2 separate regions of the Macaca mulatta genome follow, and region 1 is linked to region 2. A link is a contact called in public Hi-C data. All regions are on one chromosome and are shown on one strand. The core of a region is the stretch at or near the end of the contact, and the rest is flanking DNA. Distances in the headings are between cores, read along the strand shown. Region 1 holds the start of MEIG1 (meiosis/spermiogenesis associated 1). Region 2 holds the start of SUV39H2 (SUV39H2 histone lysine methyltransferase).

Evidence for each region. A called contact is a pair of places that touch in the nucleus more often than the background predicts.
Region 1: a contact with region 2 is called in a Hi-C map of fetal cortex germinal zone, with 2.4 times the contacts expected there. The contact joins the promoter of MEIG1 here to the promoter of SUV39H2 in region 2. A contact is called at or near these places in 3 of 14 Hi-C or Micro-C datasets (CD4 T cells, fetal cortex germinal zone and liver).

The regions. Positions count from the first base shown.
Region 1 is chr9:16,508,597-16,511,750 of T2T-MMU8v2.0, forward strand. MEIG1 (meiosis/spermiogenesis associated 1) reads left to right here and starts at 1,256. Exons shown (of 3, transcript XM_015146528.3): 1 at 1,256-1,392. It overlaps DCLRE1C (DNA cross-link repair 1C), which reads right to left and starts at 1,099. Exons shown (of 14, transcript NM_001204350.1): 1 at 991-1,099. The coding sequence starts at 1,099.
Region 2 is chr9:16,433,074-16,436,239 of T2T-MMU8v2.0, forward strand. SUV39H2 (SUV39H2 histone lysine methyltransferase) reads left to right here and starts at 1,370. Exons shown (of 7, transcript XM_077945816.1): 1 at 1,370-1,423.

The sequences.
Region 1 (3,154 bases), core at 6-2,505, 75 kb after region 2:
TGTGAGGAAAGGCTGTACTTGGATACCTGTAATTTACTTTAAAACCCTTTCCCACTGCGCATGTGTAGATAGGTTTGTTACACTGATCGACTCCACAGGGTCGTGGGAGCTTCCTGCTCCAGCACTCTGCAAGGCCACACAGCAGAAGGCAGCAACTCCAATGATTCCGTTTATCATTTTCTCCAATTAACACTAATGGCTGAGCTAATTGGCACAATAAGTATTAAAACTGTTTTCACTGGTAAGTCACTTATTAGAGCAACAGAAGTGAAAATGAACAATGGTTGTGAAATTAGCGTATTTAAACTCTGGAAATTAGCTCCAATCTCTGCCTGGCGTATCTAGCCTCGAGCTTATATCATTAACAGCGACACTCTAACCTTAATCCCTAAATCGGTCCAGCTGTGAAAGGATCCAGCTGTGAAATCATAGTAGCTTTTCTGGTTGCCTGATACCATTTAGAAGGGAAACATCCCTCCTTCCTAACCCAGGACGAAGCGTTCGTAGTGGATGCGGACAGAACATCCAAAGGCCAGGGAGTTTGCACTTCGTGGAGCTATCAGGCGGATTGTTTCACAGTTGTGTGTGTGTGTGAGTCAGCCCGCTTGCTGACCAATGTTTGAGGGTGTGCTCAAATGGATCTGAAACTTGTTTTCTTCATACACGGTAGCGAGGCTCTGGGGGAAGAACTAACCCTCGCCAATCTCTGACCATCGGCCACCAGCAGAGCTACCAAGAGAACCTACTAGCAGCGCTTGACCAAGCCGGCCCGGGGCGCAACTGGCAGGCGCCGTTACGCCTCGTTGACCAGATCCAAAAATAGATGAAGCCTCTGAGAGGCTGAAGAGCCCGACTGGGACAAGGTGTGTGCTGGCCGCCCCCTCGCTGGTCTCCCACAGGCTGCAGCTCCTTGCTCCAGGACCGGCCCCCTCCTGTCCTCTCTCCAGCCCCCAGCGCCCCAGGAACAGGCGACGCGCAGCGCTCACTCACCCTTGTGGCAGTGGGACAGGAAGTAGGCGCGGGCCCTAAGGTTCTCCCTGTCGAAACGGTCTATGGAGATAGTTGGATACTCGGCCATCTGCCCCTCGAAGGAACTCATATCGCCGCCGATCCCAACGTCCCAGACCCCAAAACTGCAGCTGAAACCCAGGCCAGCCCAGACCGCGCTGCCACTTCCGGGAAGCCGCGCGCCGCCTCGCCATTGGGCGGCCGAACGCAGCCACGTCCAATCAGAGGAGTCCGGAGACCCGGGGCGACGCCAAGGAGCATCCGGTCGGGTCCCAGGCGCCGGCTGCCGGGTTTTAAATCACCCGCGCTACGCAGCATGCGGTGGGCCGTGACCCCGCCCAGTGCAAGGCTTATTCCTGCCAAAGAAACACAGGTGTTGCTCTGGTAAGGCGTTGCCCGTGTCTGTGCAGGTGCAGTCGCGGGAAGGGAAATCGAAACTCCCAGCGCAGGTAGCCCCAGCCGACTAGGCGAGTAGGCTGCGGAGCTGCGCTTAGAAATCATTCTTCCTTCCGCTTCCTGCTTGTCTACTGCTGGCCTGAAATCCGAACTCAGTTCCCCTCTCTTTTCTGTTCCCAATTTCTAACCTTGTGGGATAACCTTGAGGATTGTATGAAAAAGTTTGTAACTGACTCATGGTAGATTCAGTAACTATTGATTCCCTCTTCCGTTTTTATAATCTACAAACTGAGGAAGTCATCTCTGTGTGGTCTTGGGGCAAATAAGATCCGAATAATGTCTTCGCTGCTGGCCTCTGCCCTGGTCCCCCACCTTTTTGAGCTATACTTTTAGGAAGTTAGAATGATGTATTAAAAAAAAAAAAAAAAGATGGGAGGAAAGGTCTAAAATTTTTTAACAACCAAAGCAACTTTATGAAAATGTTTGTTAAAGTACTGTATTAAAATTCACCAAATAATCACCATGACATTTATTATGCTCCTTCCTATCAAATCTCCTTAGTATAATTAAACACAAACAACCCAGAACACTTTTACTTTATTTTATGTATTTATTGAGTTGGGGTCTAGTTCTATCGCCCAGGCTGGAGTGCAGTGGTGCCATCTCGGCTCACTGCAACCTCTGCTTCCTGGGTTCAGGCGATTCTTCTGCCTCAGCCTCCAGAGTAGCTGGGACTACAGGCATGCGCCACCACGCCTGGCTCATTTTTGTATTTTTAGCAGAGACAGCGTTTCACCACGTTGACCAGGCCGGTCTCGAGTTCCTGGCCTCATGCGATCCGCTCACGTCGGCCTCCCAAAGTGCTGGGTTACAGGCGTCAGCCACTGTACCCGGCCTTCCGGGCCTCCATAACACTTGAAGTCCCGCTTTGTGCACAGCATGGTGACAAACCTTCGGGTAGCATTGAATCTATCTGGGGACAACATGTTTGCAGAATACGGCAAATAAATGCTTCCACAGAGATGCAAAGTAACATGAGAATAAATCCAGGAACAAAGATTTCTGATCAGGGAAGTCAGGAATCAGAATGCCATTCCAGCCCAGCACAGTGGCTCATGCCTGTAATCCCAGCACTTTGGAAAGCTGAGGTGGGCAGATCACCAAAGTCAGTAGTTCAAGACCAGCCTGGACAACATGGTGAAACCCCATCTCTACTAAAAAGAAAAAAAATCGGCCAGGCATGGTGGCACATGTCTGTAATTCCAGCTACTCGGGAGGCCAAGGCAGGATAATCACTTGAACCTGGGAGGCGGAGTTTGCAGTAAGGCTAGATCACGGCAGTGCACTCCAGCCTGGGCAACAGAGACTCTCTCTCAAAAAACAAAACAGAATGACATCCTTAATGTCAGTTTGTTCCTGTAGTCATGATACTCAGAGTTCTATTCAAAAACGGATTCCCATGAAATCTTGAGGAGGGGGAGGAGGGGTGACATGGAAAGGTATATACAACATAATCACTAATTTAGGTAAAATATCCTGCTAGTATACTACTGGCAACAACTTTGATGGTTTGTCTTAGAACACATGGGAACAACTGCCCTGGCAGGGTTATGGAGACCTAACAACAAATTCTGCTGAGTCTAGTGTCTGAAGAATCTCGTGGTGGAGCTCCAGGAAAGGCAGGTTAAGATAATGCTCGTGATCTTATTTATCTGCTCACTTATTTATCTCCTCCTCTTTCCACAATGGA
Region 2 (3,166 bases), core at 120-2,619:
GCTTGGGGTCGGTTAGGACGGGAGGCTGTATCTTCAAGGGCCTGAAGGCATAATCCTAGATAGACTACGCCTTAAAGGGCCTGGATGCTCTTCCAGGTGATAGGGTTGGGTAGGGCCTTTTATTCCTTATATCAAGGTAGTGAGATGCTCATCGTAGAAAATGATTAAATATGTAAAAACGAGAAGTTAAAATCACTTCGAAAGGCTGTATTTCGTTATTTTCCTATACATTTTTTTCCTAGTTAAAACTATATTTCAGGGGGATTTGTTTTGTTTTTGCTTAACACTAAAAGCTTCATGAACATCTTTTTAAGACGGCTAGACAGTATTTCATAATGGAATCAAATAACCAGTCCTTTAATGGTCTGCGTTTAAGTCCTTAGTAGACATCAAATGGCTTTCTGCCAGTTTTCGTTATTTGCTCTAAGATTTCTGCTTTAGGTTGTTTAAAACAGTCATATGGATGCGGCGTCAAGAATGGCTGGGGGGAGGGGGTGGAGACCAGGTGGGAGGCCCCCGGAGTCGCCCTGCAGCCTCCTTACCAACAAGTCCTCTTCCTCCCGGCCCCCACCCGTCAGCAGGCCGAGCTCAGGAGCTTGTCAACAACACGGGAGGGGGGCTCGGGTCTCCTTACAGACCTACCCAGTCCCAATTTACATTAAAAGTTGAGCCCAGGAGGTCGAGACTGCAGTGAGCCGTAATCGCGCCACTGCACTTGAGCTTGGTGACAGAGTGAGACCCCATCTCTCAAAAAATTCCAAGTCCGCACCTCCCCCCCACGACGATTCGTAAACCCCTTTTAAGTGTGAGAAGCACTGATGGAGACTGGCGGTTTCAGCTGTGCCGCACATTAGGATCAGCTGGGAGCTGGGCAGCACAGGCCACACCCCACACCAACCAGTCGGAATCCCGGCGACTGCACCAAGCCAGCGGAACCTCTCCAGCCGTGCCCATGTGCGGCCGCTTCCGAGGCCCGGTGCTCTAGGGAAGTGGGGTCGGGGGGAGCCTAACCATGGCCCGCCGAGCTGCGGTGGCTGCGGAACCGGACCCGAAAGGCACCGTCCCTGGCCGACGTCCTCCCGAGTGAATGCGCCAAACGGGCCTGGCGCAGGGTATGGGCGCCGGACACCGCAGAGCATCCCAAAGCACGCGCGCGCGCTCGCTCCGCCCCGCTCGGCTCCTCGCTTTTGGGGCCGGGCCTACCCTTGGGGCGCAGGCGCGCTGACCGCCGCGGCGGGGGGTCGGCCGCCAGTGACGTCAGGACGCCGTGCGGGTTCCATCCCCCCTACAAGCCCCGGCCCCCAAGTCCCGCGCGGGCCGGCCAGGGGCGGGGCGTCGGGCCAGCTGAGCTATCCCGTCAGACCGCGCCAGTTTGAATGAAAGCTCCACAAGATGGCGGCGGTCGGGGCCGAGGCGCGAGGAGGTGAGGCTGGAGCGCGGCCCCCTCGCCCTCCCCGTTCCCAGGCAAGCTCCCAAGGCCCGGGCGGCGGGGCCGTCCCGCGGGCCAGCCAGACGGCGACGTGGCGGTTCCCCGGCCGCCGCGCCCCCGACTCCGGGACGCACGCTGCGGGCGCCTACCCTCCCCCAGGCCGCTGACCCGCCTCCCTGCCCGGCCGGCTCCCGCCGCGGAGGTGGGCACTGCGCGAGCCTGGGGCGCTTCGGCTGCGGAGCGTGGCCTCTCCGCCCGCTCGGCCCGGCCCCCTTGGCGTCTCCCGTGGTGGCTTCGGGGGTCGGGGCCGCTCCCCGGCGGTCCCCGGCTGGAGGTCCCGGGGGCCCGGCTGCGACTGGCTCCTTTGTGGTGGTTCGAGCGCGGCGTGCGGCATGCGCCCGGGCCTTTGAAGTGGGAGGCGGGAAGCGACGCCCGCCGGCGTGAACATGACCTTAATATCAGAGGGGGAGAGGAAATCGGGGCTCCTGTGTGCTAAGGGGATAACCGAGGAACCCCCCCCCCACAAGGCGGACACGCTAGGAGGTTGAGTGCCTCGTTGGAGAGTCGCCCAGAAAGTGGGTATTTGAGGTTGCAGCCTCTGGCTTACGGTAACTCTTCCACCCACCGGGAGCTTGGTGTTATTTCTGTGGACGCTGGGGAATTGGGCACCGAGCGTGCGTGGGTGTGGGCGTCGGGGGGTGTTGGTGTCGCGCACGCTTTGAGAGCCTGGAACTTTTCCGTGCGTTCTGGAATGTAAAGGTGTTTTCAAGCTCGCCTCCTCTCCACTTGGATTATGACCTCATTATCCCCGAGTTTTTCTTCCTTGGAGAATGTCAGGGGTTACTGTGAACTAAGCTAGCGGAAGGTGTTTGTGGTGGTCATGAACTATTTAATTTTGTCAGTGAAATATTTTTCTACATTACTGGAGACTTGAGAGATTGTCGTTTTGCTTTTTTTTAACCACGTGTTTGCAGTTTTTCATGTTCACTTTTTTTTTTCCTTTAAATTCTCGAAGAGCATTTCCTTTGCGGGTTGTGTTTTGAATCCTCAACTAGATAAAAATGTTTAGGAAAAGCACACAAACACACCTTGGGTAGATACTCAAGAGGAACCACCTTTATACGTGATCCCCTTAGTGAGGTCAGCTTAACACAAAACGTCCTCTAGTTTTTTTAGATGGAAGGGACTTACGGGGTCATTTCTCTCCTATCACTGTCCTACCCCCAAACGACCACTCCAAAGCAATCGGCCTCTTCCCCCACGTTTTCTGGAGGAAAATACCTTTCTCTTTACTGCTTTAGGATGGAGTCGTTTGCAGCCAGTGAGATGGTGGAAATTATGCTTAAGGGTTTCTGACAATGAAGTAGTCTCTGTGTGAGGTGGGGAGGATGAGGAAAGGGTGCAGGAAAAGTTATTGCTGCTAACAAGTGTTCTCCCTTTCCTGAAATTACCTCAAAACATAAAAGGTGATCGCAACTACCTTGGAGAGCTACCAAGTAAAGCTTGAGTTTACTGATAGATTTTGTTTGGTAACACCAGTTTTCTCCATTTTTTTCCAGTGAATGTGACAGCCAGACAGATTGAGACCTCACTAAAGTCACATAGCTCGGTGGCTGAGCGATGGGTAGGGCAGAGGACTTTTGATCCTGTCTAGTGCTTACCATGACACTAGCGCTAACACCAAGTTTGTTCCATTTTCCTAAACGTGTTTGTTAATTTACACTTTAAATTCAGTGT